Linked DNA regions of Mus musculus: region 2 is linked to region 1. The links are chromatin contacts, called in public HiChIP or PLAC-seq maps. All regions are on one chromosome and are shown on one strand. The core of a region is the stretch at or near the end of the contact, and the rest is flanking DNA. Distances in the headings are between cores, read along the strand shown. Region 1 has its middle 14 kb from the start of Prdm5. Region 2 has its middle 29 kb from the start of A430010J10Rik.

The links. HiChIP or PLAC-seq counts read pairs in DNA pulled down with a chosen protein or histone mark.
Region 2: a contact with region 1 is called in an H3K27ac HiChIP or PLAC-seq map of embryonic stem cells, with 6 times the contacts expected there. The contact joins two enhancer-like sites. A contact is called at or near these places in 2 of 39 promoter capture datasets (3T3-L1-derived adipocytes and stem cell-derived epiblast-like cells), 1 of 115 datasets of contacts at active chromatin or transcription factors (embryonic stem cells) and 1 of 9 other capture datasets (liver).

The regions. Positions count from the first base shown.
Region 1 is chr6:65,762,328-65,767,486 of GRCm38.p6, reverse strand. No RefSeq gene overlaps it. Among named protein-coding and RNA genes, the nearest start is that of Prdm5, 14 kb to the left of the region's middle. Within about 2 kb of position 2,221, at least 82 of the 459 cell types and tissues checked have an H3K27ac peak or open chromatin away from gene starts, as enhancers often do. A contact at or near this core is called in embryonic stem cells, where this site is marked.
Region 2 is chr6:67,126,616-67,131,774 of GRCm38.p6, reverse strand. No RefSeq gene overlaps it. Among named protein-coding and RNA genes, the nearest start is that of A430010J10Rik, 29 kb to the left of the region's middle. Within about 2 kb of position 2,429, at least 79 of the 459 cell types and tissues checked have an H3K27ac peak or open chromatin away from gene starts, as enhancers often do. A contact at or near this core is called in embryonic stem cells, where this site is marked.

The DNA.
Region 1 (5,159 bases), core at 972-3,471:
TAAAGTCCAGTGGTTGGCGTTAGCCTTACACCCATGCATATAAGGGCAGAATTGGATTCAGTGATTTAAAAAACTAAACTAAACTGGGAGGGGAACCCAGTGGAAGTTCTGGGAAGGGGTCGGGAATGGATTTGATCAAAACACATTGTATAGGAATATGAAATCCTTAAGCAATGAAATAAAAATATATTTAAAGACAAAGTGATTACATAATATCATATGGTACAATATGTGACACACTACAGATGACAGCAGAACACAAATATACACGAACAACATTCTTAATGAATAAGGCAGTATGCACAAGGCTTGTATTGGTCTGCATCAGTTGGAGTCCTAGAGCTGAAAGGAAAAGTGGGCGCATCCCCCATCCATAATCCAGAAGCAAGTTCAAATTGATAGCCAATGTAAATTAAAATTTAGTTCTCTCCAAGGGAGTCCCACTGGTGAAACCAACTACTTTTATGTATAGGCTGAATGCCCATTAGTAAATAGCCAACAAAAAAATGAACTCAAAAGAGTCTTCGACGGTTCCCTGTTTGTTTCATAACAGCATGCCAGGACTCTTTTTCTTTTCTTTTTTCTTATTATTTTTAAAATTTTTATTTATATATCTTCTTTCCTTTTACCGTATATATGAATGTATGATTTTCCAATGTATGAGATTCCTAAGTGTGTGCCTTCTCTTTTTTTTTTTTCTTTTTTTTTTAAGATTTATTTATTTATATGTAAGTACACTGTAGCTGTCTTCAGACACTCCAGAAGAGGGAGTCAGATCTCGTTACGGATGGTTGTGAGCCACCATGTGGTTGCTGGGATTTGAACTCCGGACCTTCGGAAGAGCAGTCAGGTGCTCTTACCCACTGAGCCATCTCACCAGCCCTTTTTTCCTTTTTAAAATACAATTCTAATGTGTTAGTTTTTGTTTCATTTTATTTTTTACTATTCCATAGAAGTCTATTTGTCCTAATGAGAGACACAAAAGCAGTGTGCCTGGATGGGAAGGTAGGTGGGAGAAGCTGGGAGGAGTAGAGACAGGGGAAACCAAGATAGATTATTCAAGAAAAAAAATCCATTTTTCAATGGGGGGAGTATAATAAAAATAGTAATAGTAATAATAATAATATGTTGACATAGAAAGAATTCTTAGTGCATATGAGATAAATGGTTAGTGATGCATTGCGGGGCCGTGGGTGTGGTGGAAAGAGGGGAGTGGGAGAGAAGATGAATCCTGCCAGAGTTCCGGTGCTCTGGGCGGGCAGGCGGACAAGGAAGGACTGCACAGGCTTTCCACACGGCCCAGGATGGGCATCTTGCTGTGTTAAGCCACTGACCCCACACGGAGGGTGGTGGACAAGGGGCAGCCCCAGGTACAAGGTCCTCAGCCTCCAGCATCCCATACTGGATAGGGCAGAGGAGCTGAGAACAGAATAGAGGCCCTGGAGGATGAAAGGAGGAGAGGGCGGGGGAGAGGCAGCTCTGGATGATTCCCACACAGGCAAGAGTCCTTGGTCAGGTCTGTGGCTGGAGCACAGGATGACCTTCTTGCGGGAGATTAGACTCGGCTCTTTAGGAGAAAGCCTATCCCATCGCTCAAGCATGGCAGGCCTTGATGATCAGAAACAGTCTATGGTTTTTAGAGCTCTATTGTAGAAAGGCAAGGTATACTTGCACAATGCAAAACTTCCTTGCTGTCACGCGGTGATTCTGGTCAGACCTCCCCCCAACCCCCACCCCAAATTTGCTGTAACAATTGTAGCTAAAATCCTGTCCTTCTAACAGAAAGTGGGGCATCCTCTTTAAAATGATTCCTTCTAGCAAAGAAGGCAAAAGTATGTTTTTCTAGAACTCTCCTGAAGACAGCTGTACTAATGCTCTGGCTCCCACGGCAAGGGTTATCCTTCAGAATCCTCTTGTTTAGCAAAGTGAACTGTTCCTAAGAGCTAAGGTTATGGGGTTTACCCCAGGTTGTTGTATACTGTCTTTGTTTGGTCTCTTTTGAGAACACTAAAAGCCAAACGTCAAAGCTATCTTAAGTGTCTGGAGTCTCTTTGCTCTTGAAGATCTCTCTTGTCTGGCGCAGTGAGGGCTCAAGCTGCTCTCAACTCAGACTGCGCACTGACCTTCCTCCTTGCCAACTCGTGTTTCTCTTATGCTAATTAAGCAGCAGTTGTGTGAGTCCTTCAAGGCTTCTCTCTGCTCTGCTTCCTGCCTCCCTTCCCCTTTTATTTCCCTTTGAAAGGACTCTCTCTGTGTCAGATGCACCTCTTTCCTGACCACGGAGTCATAAATCAAGACTTTTACTTTCAGAATCTTTGTCTGAGTCTGTAAGGTGCCGGTTCTGGCCTTTATCCCTTTAAGGAACGTGGGTACGGAGCCAAGAGCCATTGTTCAGTGGCTAAAAAACAGCCCCAATCACCAGTTCCGCAGAAGCTCAACTGCTGGACTTTTAACAATTTACAGATGGCCAAATGGCTGATCAAATGTTGATATCCCACCCATGTAGACGGCAAGTAGGACAAGCTGACGTCTCAGAATTTGGGTGTGTTATGGTTGGCTTTTTAATTCAAGCTAGGGGTGCTGGCATAAATCTGCTATCCCAATTCTCAGAAGAGAGGCAGGGTGATTAGGAGTTCAAAGCCACTCTCTGCAACATACAGCATTTGATGCTACTCTAGGCTATAATGAGACCTATCTCTACCACCCATGTCAAAACAAAACAACAAAACCCAACTAAACTAAACCAAGGTTTTAAATGTAAATTTTAGTGCTATTTAATGTTAATTGCTTCTAAGCACTGCTTTTGTTTAGAAGAGCAGAGTTATTGTAGTTGGCATTCTGTAAGTACAGCCCAATTAAAACAGTAACAAATCCTTGTAAAAGCGCATCTGTCCTCTGACAGATCTACAGTCAGCAAAGATTCCTCTCCCATTCTGAAATCTGTTTGTTCACATCTTAACAGTTTCCTTTGCTGTGAGGCAGCGTTCATTTAGTGAAGCTTCATTTGTCAGTTCTTATGATTGTTCCTACATCCTGGAGACTTGTCCAGGAATTGTGTGTCTGTGCCTAGACCTTGAAGAATTTTCTTTACATTGTTTTTTGTTTGTTTGTTTGTTTTTAACAGTTTCAGACTTTCAGGTCTTACATTAAGATATTTTATTCATGGTCAAGAAATATGGCTCAGTGGATAAAAGTCCTTCCAGTAAGCTGGTGACCTAACTTCAATCCTCAGAAACCACCTGGTAGAAGGAGAGTACTCCTGAGGGATATCCTGTGACCTCCACACATGATCAGTCTCTCTCTCTCTCTCTCTCTCTCTCTCTCTCTCTCTCTCTCACACACACACACACACACACACACACACACACACACACACACACACACACACCACACACACTCACACACACATGTGCACACACAGAGATGCACAAAAAATAAATACATTAATAAAATATTTTTACTCAGTGATCCCTTTGGAGTTTGTACAGGGGACGAGACAGGAACCTAGTTTCATTCTACTTGTGTACCTCCAGTTTTCCAAGCATTCTTTTTAAAGGGGTTATCTTTTTCTCTGATGTATATTTTGGACAACCATGTCAAAAATCAGGTGGCTGGATCTGTCTGGATTACAGTTGAACACATTGGGAGGATAAACAAATGGTTCTGGGAAACTTCGCATTTTCTTCTCTATCGGTTTACACTTAAATAGAGGGCGAGAGTTGCATATATTACTAAGCAGTAGCAAATAGGGGCAGTACTGGTGGAAGTGCGGTCATACCCATCAGGATTGTCTCTGGGGAATCTTTCCTGAAACAGTTCCTCCTCAGGCTGGCAACTAGAAAAGCTCAAGGCTGAGATTCCTGAGGAAATTCCAATGGGAACCATGAGTTGAACAGCAGATAGACCAAGGAAGGGACACAAGTCGCTCTCCTTAGGATATCTTCACTTCTGTCCAAGTGATTACACTTTCACATTCTCAGTTATTGATCTCACTCTTGAGGTGAAATATACCTGTGTCTGAAATCAATATCATCAAAGGAATATAAAAAAGAACACAAGTAGAAGCCAATGTCAGAAGACATCTAGCTAGCACCATAGATAAGAAGCTTTTCTCAGCTGGGCGTGGTGGTGCACACCTTTAATCCCAGCACTTGGGAGGCAGAGGCAGGTGGATTTCTGAGTTCAAGGCCAGCCTGGTCTACAAAGTGAGTTCCAGGACAGCCAGGGCTATACAGAGAAACCCTGTCTTGAAAAACCAAAAAGAAGGAGGAGGAGGAGGAGGAGGAGGAGGAGGAGGAGGAGGAGGAGGAGGGGAAGAGGAGGCTGGTATTAGGGATTCCATTTTGTCTTGCTATAGAATATACTAGCCTCAAGCTTATGCTCCTCCTGCTTCGACCTTAAAGGCAATTTCTAGCATGCCCAATTGACTTGATTTTGTTTCTTACAAATTCTCTTCTTGCTGATGAGCATTAAGTTGCTGGCAACTGACCTTCTCTGTTCTGCATTGTTTCCCTTTTCTTGGATGATACCTGTCTCAATTGCTCTGATCCTTTCCCACACTGGGGGAGGAGTGGAATTAGCAATAGAAGCTAAGGCCTCAGAAGCAATAAAACTCTTTTGGTCAATTTTAATCAAAAAAGAATTTTAGAAGTAGTAGCTCTTAGGGAATATAAATGTGAGTTTTAGCTTACTGGTCCCCTGGGTAATATTCTGGCATCTCAAAAACATTGATCAGACTTTTTTTTGTCAGAAGTTATATTTCTGCAGAATGTTAGCAGGCAACAGTTATAAATCTTTAAAGGAAAGTAGACCATAAGGGCAAATACTCAAAACTACCTTGAAAGGTATGTATTTTGCTGTGTATAGGTGTAGTGTTAGATTTCCTTGGTGGCTTCAAGAGAGAGAAGGCAGAAATTTAGAGGTGTCTGATATTAAGCAGTCAGTATCATGTTTATTCACAGCAAGGGGACATAAGCCCCCCCCCCCCCCAACATGTGTAGCTGAGAAAATCTGTGGGAATGATGGCTGGGACCCTTTATAGGGGTGAATATGATTGCAGCACATTTCCTTCCACAGTCCTTCCCTTTGGAACCTTGCCTCCAAATTTAAGAAAAGCTATGAAGTGTAGTCTTGTAGCAGGAGACTATCAGCAACTCCTT
Region 2 (5,159 bases), core at 1,180-3,679, 1.4 Mb before region 1:
AACTGGGAAAAGGATCACTGTGTAAATAGACACGTGAGTGGGAAGAACAGAGGAGTGAAATCAAAACCATGACAGAACACAGCTAAGAGGTGAGTTCCCCATCGGACAGCTAAGATATCTGAAGCAGATCTCCAGGGCTTCAAGGCCAGGAGGATCACTTGTCAGCCACACAACACTTATTTTCAGCTTTCCTTTTGTTTACCCAAAAGCTTTATTCTAAAAGGTTAAGTGAATATTGACCTATGCAAAATAAAATTTGGAGAGTTTTAATTACTTCTAATCTCTACACAACAATAATCTCAAAACAACAATATTACCATTTTAACCTATGGCTGCAAGGAAGTATGCACGTATTCCCTTCGTCTGAATGAGTGGTATCACACTAAAGCATTATTTGATATACTGAGGCTAAGACCAACAGGTGAGGTTTGGGGGAGTTACAACCTACAACATTCTCTTTCTGAAAAAATATTTTCAGATCACACCAAAGAATGAAGGTCTTCTGGAATGGTAAACTATGCGGCTAACCATTGATTGAGGCAGATGAGCCGGTTCCGGCTCAGGGATTGGAGAGGCAGCTGTTTAAAATCCTGTTCTGGGGCCACAGCATCTGGAAACCAAATTTACCCTTGAAAGTTCAGGTGTTCTTTTCACAACTAATCTCACCGCTCCCCGGGGCTTTGAAAATACCTTTCTGATGATGATATAGCATTGGAGCTCCTGGGCTGACACTGTTGTTTCACAAGACTGTGACTCTCCAGGTACTTTTTCAACCTAGGATAAATCCAACAGCTCACCCATGTGTCATCCCTGCATGCCTTATGTAAGATGTGGTTTTGGAAAGGGTCTAGCTGCGGTTTTGTTTGTCATGTGGGTAGCAGACCCTCCTCCTCTGTGCCCTCACCCTCCCCAGGCTTCTGTGACCTGACTCCAGTGTGGATGTGACCATCTGTTTCTGCTGCTTGCCCGTGTGTCTGTCTTGCTCACTGTGTCCCCTCAACAGCTGACACGGGGACAGCTGATCTTTCTGGAATAGTCAGCAAATCCCAAATTGCTCATGCCAGAAGCCCCCAGAGACTGGGAATGGCTGTGTCAAACTGGGTCAATGGAGAGGGAAGGGCCAGAGGGCAAGCTTGGGTATAGAGAAGGAGTTGGAGGAGGGGGTACGCTTAACGGAGTGTGACACGGGGTTTGAGGAATGGAAGGCTGCTGGAAATGGGCCCAGAAGCCTTCCCCTAAGAGATCTGTGGAGCCATCTATCTAAGCATCCCTTCATTTACACATCTATTACATGGGAGACATTTTACTAGGCACTAGGAATGATACAGGTACAAAACAAGGTCCTCATTTTCATGCAGGTGATATTTAAAGGTGACAAACAAAACTTAGTAAAGGGACAGACCCATGCTGTATCCATGCTTTGAGATGAATCCTGAAATGGGTAAGGGTCTGGAGGGAAGGAAACAGCAGTTTAGTGAAGACCTAAATGAAGGTGAGCAAAAACCACGTGGGCTGATCGGGGAAATGTAGGCCAGCCAAGGGACAAAGATATATCAGGCCTTGAGACAAGACTGGGCCTAGCATCAAGGAAGGAAGCCAGTAAGATGAAATATGTAGGAATAATAATGCTCACAATTCAAAGGTTTTAGTATAGACATGACACCCAAAAACCTTTTGGATTTATAACAATTCAGATTTAATGGGTTTTAGGTAAGGGATGTTCAACATTTATAATCTTTGCAGGTATTGTCGATTCTGGAAACTCTCAACTCCCTTCTGGTTCAAGCATATTGGATAACGGATCGTTAGCCTGTGTTAACTCACCTATTTCTCACAAATACTAAAAGGGAGCGACTGAGTCACCCTGTTTATAGTGAGGAGACAGAAACATGGGCAGATGGAACTCGCCCAGGCACACACAGCTCATGTGTGCTGAGTCTGGGTCCACGCTCAGGACTCACTCCTAACCACAATCTGTCCTTGGCTTGGAGCCTCAGATTTGTTCTGTGCGGCAATAATCCTGCTGCCCTCTCGTCCCCATTGGTATTTCAAGATGAAGTTTGGTATCATTTAGGCTCGGGTCTGGCTTAGCATCCACATGTACATGCGCTGTGGGTTTGAGAAACAAGAGTAGGCAAAAGAATATCAGTAGGAAGAAAAGGGAGAAGTGAGGCATTTTTGAGATGGTTAGAACCACCAAAGAGAGCTACAAGGTGTTTGAGGACACCGAAGAGGAAGCATCTCATATCAAGATCTTCCTGGAGGAAAGGGGGTGCTCTGAAGCCAAGCCGGCAGAGCAAAGGGAAGGGTGCCGATCCGCCTTGGCTTTCCTCTTCTCATTCAGTGATCCCCGAGTGTGGTAACCATCACTGCTCTCCTGGTAGGTTCCGCTTTTAATGTCAGCTAAGAGCTGATCACTTTCTTCCTGCCTCCTTCATTCTGACCCCCTGCTGGTTTCCTCCGCCGTTGAAGCAGCCAAGAAGTGAGAAGAGCCCCAGAGGCTGCAGATGCCTCGTGGGCTTTGCTCACAGGCAGGAAGAGCGTTTGGGATGCAACAGACACTTTTGCAAAATGGTCCTTTCCCTGAACGCCAGCACAGGGCAACTGTGGCTCAGGGATCCGGTTGGGGAAGGCCACACCTACTCATCCAGCTGGTTCTGGAAGAAGAAAGGAGGCAGGAAGGAGCCTTGGAACCACAAGAAAGGCAAAATCAACAGCTGGGTGTGAAGAACCCCCCACAGCCTGGCAGGACTGGGGCCTCCTCTGCCAACCATACTTCCGACAGCCCGGCCCTTATTTTCTTCCTCAGCAGGGAGAAAGAGGTGTGGAAGTGGGTGGCTCTCAGGAGAGGGTGGCAGTTTTGAAGTAAAGAGGAGTTGTTTCTGATGTCTGCCCGGAGGTAAAGCTGGGTCCCACTGGAATGAATTTGTGGTTCCGGTGAAAGGAGTGATGTTGACAAGGAATTCTTGGATTGGTCTCATGTCCTTAAAAGCTGCTGCCAAGCCAAAGAGGGAAGGGAAGTTCAGCAGAGAAGTATGGGCTGAGACTCCCTGCCCCCCAACACCCACACAGACTTGGCCTCCAGTGCCAATGAGCACATGACTTAGGCTCTCTAACCAAAGTTCTACCATGAGGGAATTTTGCTGGCAGGACCCTGAGTTCAGGGGGCATAAAGTTCAAACGAGAGGGGTGTCTCTAAGCAAGGCCAGCCTGAGCTGAGAGCGTTATGGCCTCTCAAACTTCCTCATCAAAGAGGAGAAAAATGACCAAGCAGAGCCAAACCAGCTCATAGAAGGCGTTCCAGAAGCCAGAGAGATCCCTGAAGAAGTTTCATATTTGAGTTGACACCTAATGTATAGCAGAAGAGGGTGTGGGATATCCCCTTCCCAGATCAGTACCATGTTCCCACACATCAGTCATAGAAAGCTGAAGGTCATTTGTCTACCTGACCAGCCACCAGCTCTGGATAACTTGACCTTAGATAACTCGCTTAGCTTTGCTCTCTTGGTTCCCTTGTCTGTCAAACATACTAAAAAAGTCCATATAACCAGGTTCCTAAAAATACTAAATAAGAACATGTACTTATAGAGCTGAGATATACCTTGCAACCACTTGATAAATTGCAGTGTTCATGAAAATTTCCCATTAGTTTCTGTCAGGAGACACATCTTCCTTGGGGCCTTTTTGATTATGAAGACCTAGAACTAAGCTACTGAGTGGCTCAGCTGAGGTTTGAGTGGAGAGATGGTGTGATAGATTACTGCCAAGGCTAAGCTCTGAGCAGGAGCAGGAGGCGGAGTTGGCCTTCAGCTGAGATGGAAGTCCCAGAGTGCAGATTTCATTCTCTGTCCTTTGTATCTTCCCAATCAACATAGTTAAGCCCACTAATGATGGGCGGGATGGTTTACATCTGCATCCTGAAACTGGAAAGCTGAGTCATCTCTCTTTTTGCTGAGACAGGATCTTACTGTCCTCAAATTCATGATCTTCTTGCCTCGACCTCCCCAGTGGTGGGATGATAGGCACCACTATGCCCGACTCTCAGATTTTATTTCTATTACTATTGTTGCTGTTGATGGGGTCTCCTGTAGCCCAGGCTGGCATCTAACTTGTTATGTAGTTGGAGGTGGGTTTGGACACCTGTCTGTATCTTTCAAGTGCTGGGAATTCAGGTTTCTGCTACCGTGCCCAGTTCTGTCTGTCTGTCTGTCTCTGTGTGTGTTCACACATGTATGCTTGCACATGCATGTACATTCACACTCATGCATATCATATTCGTACACACATGCACATGTAGAGGCCAGCGGTGAATATAAGGTTGTTCTCAACAACACTCCATGTTGCTTTTTGGGACAGGCTTTCTTCTTTAACCTAGGGAGCTTGCTGACTGACTAGAGAAGCTGACCATAGAGACAGGAGTATGTGCCTGTCTCTTCCCTCAGTGCCAGGATTGCAGGCACTGTCATTGCACTTGGCTTTTGTGCAGGTGCCTGGATCAAACTGAGGTCCTCATGACTCTGTGGCAAGTACTCTATCTACTTAGTCATTTCACCAGCCCTAATATAACTTTTAAAATTTAAATTTAAACAAATGAATGAACCCAATCAGTTGAAATTATAATTCCCATGAACCTTAAACAGACAACGTGTGACTGCATATCTAAAACTTAAGTTGAATTTTGAAGCGTATGAATATTTTGCCTGCAAGGATATATGTGTACCACGTACAAACCCACTGTTCCCGGAAGTCAGGAGAGAGCACCAGATCCTTTGGGACTGGAGTGATGCATGCCTGTGCCTACCATGTAGGTTGTCTGCAAGAATGCCCAGTGTTCCCGTCCCCTGAGTCATCTGTGCAGCCTGAAGCTGTTGTTTTGTACAGCCCAGTTCCAGGCCTTTCCTTTCTCCCTCTCTGCTAGTGCCAAGCTCCCGTGCATACTCCATGGCAGATCACGTACATGGCCTTCCGCAGCAGCGTCACTCTCAGTGGCCTGCTGCTGAGTACCTATGCTGGGGATTTGCTTCTGAATCCTAGAGAGCGACTTGTTTTACTTCACTCGTGTGTTTTCATGCTAGGCTGTAAATGAAAGGCCGCTCTTTGTATGAAGCTCTTAGATCAGGGGTTTATTGCTAGACCACAGGCTGATGGGGCTTCACATT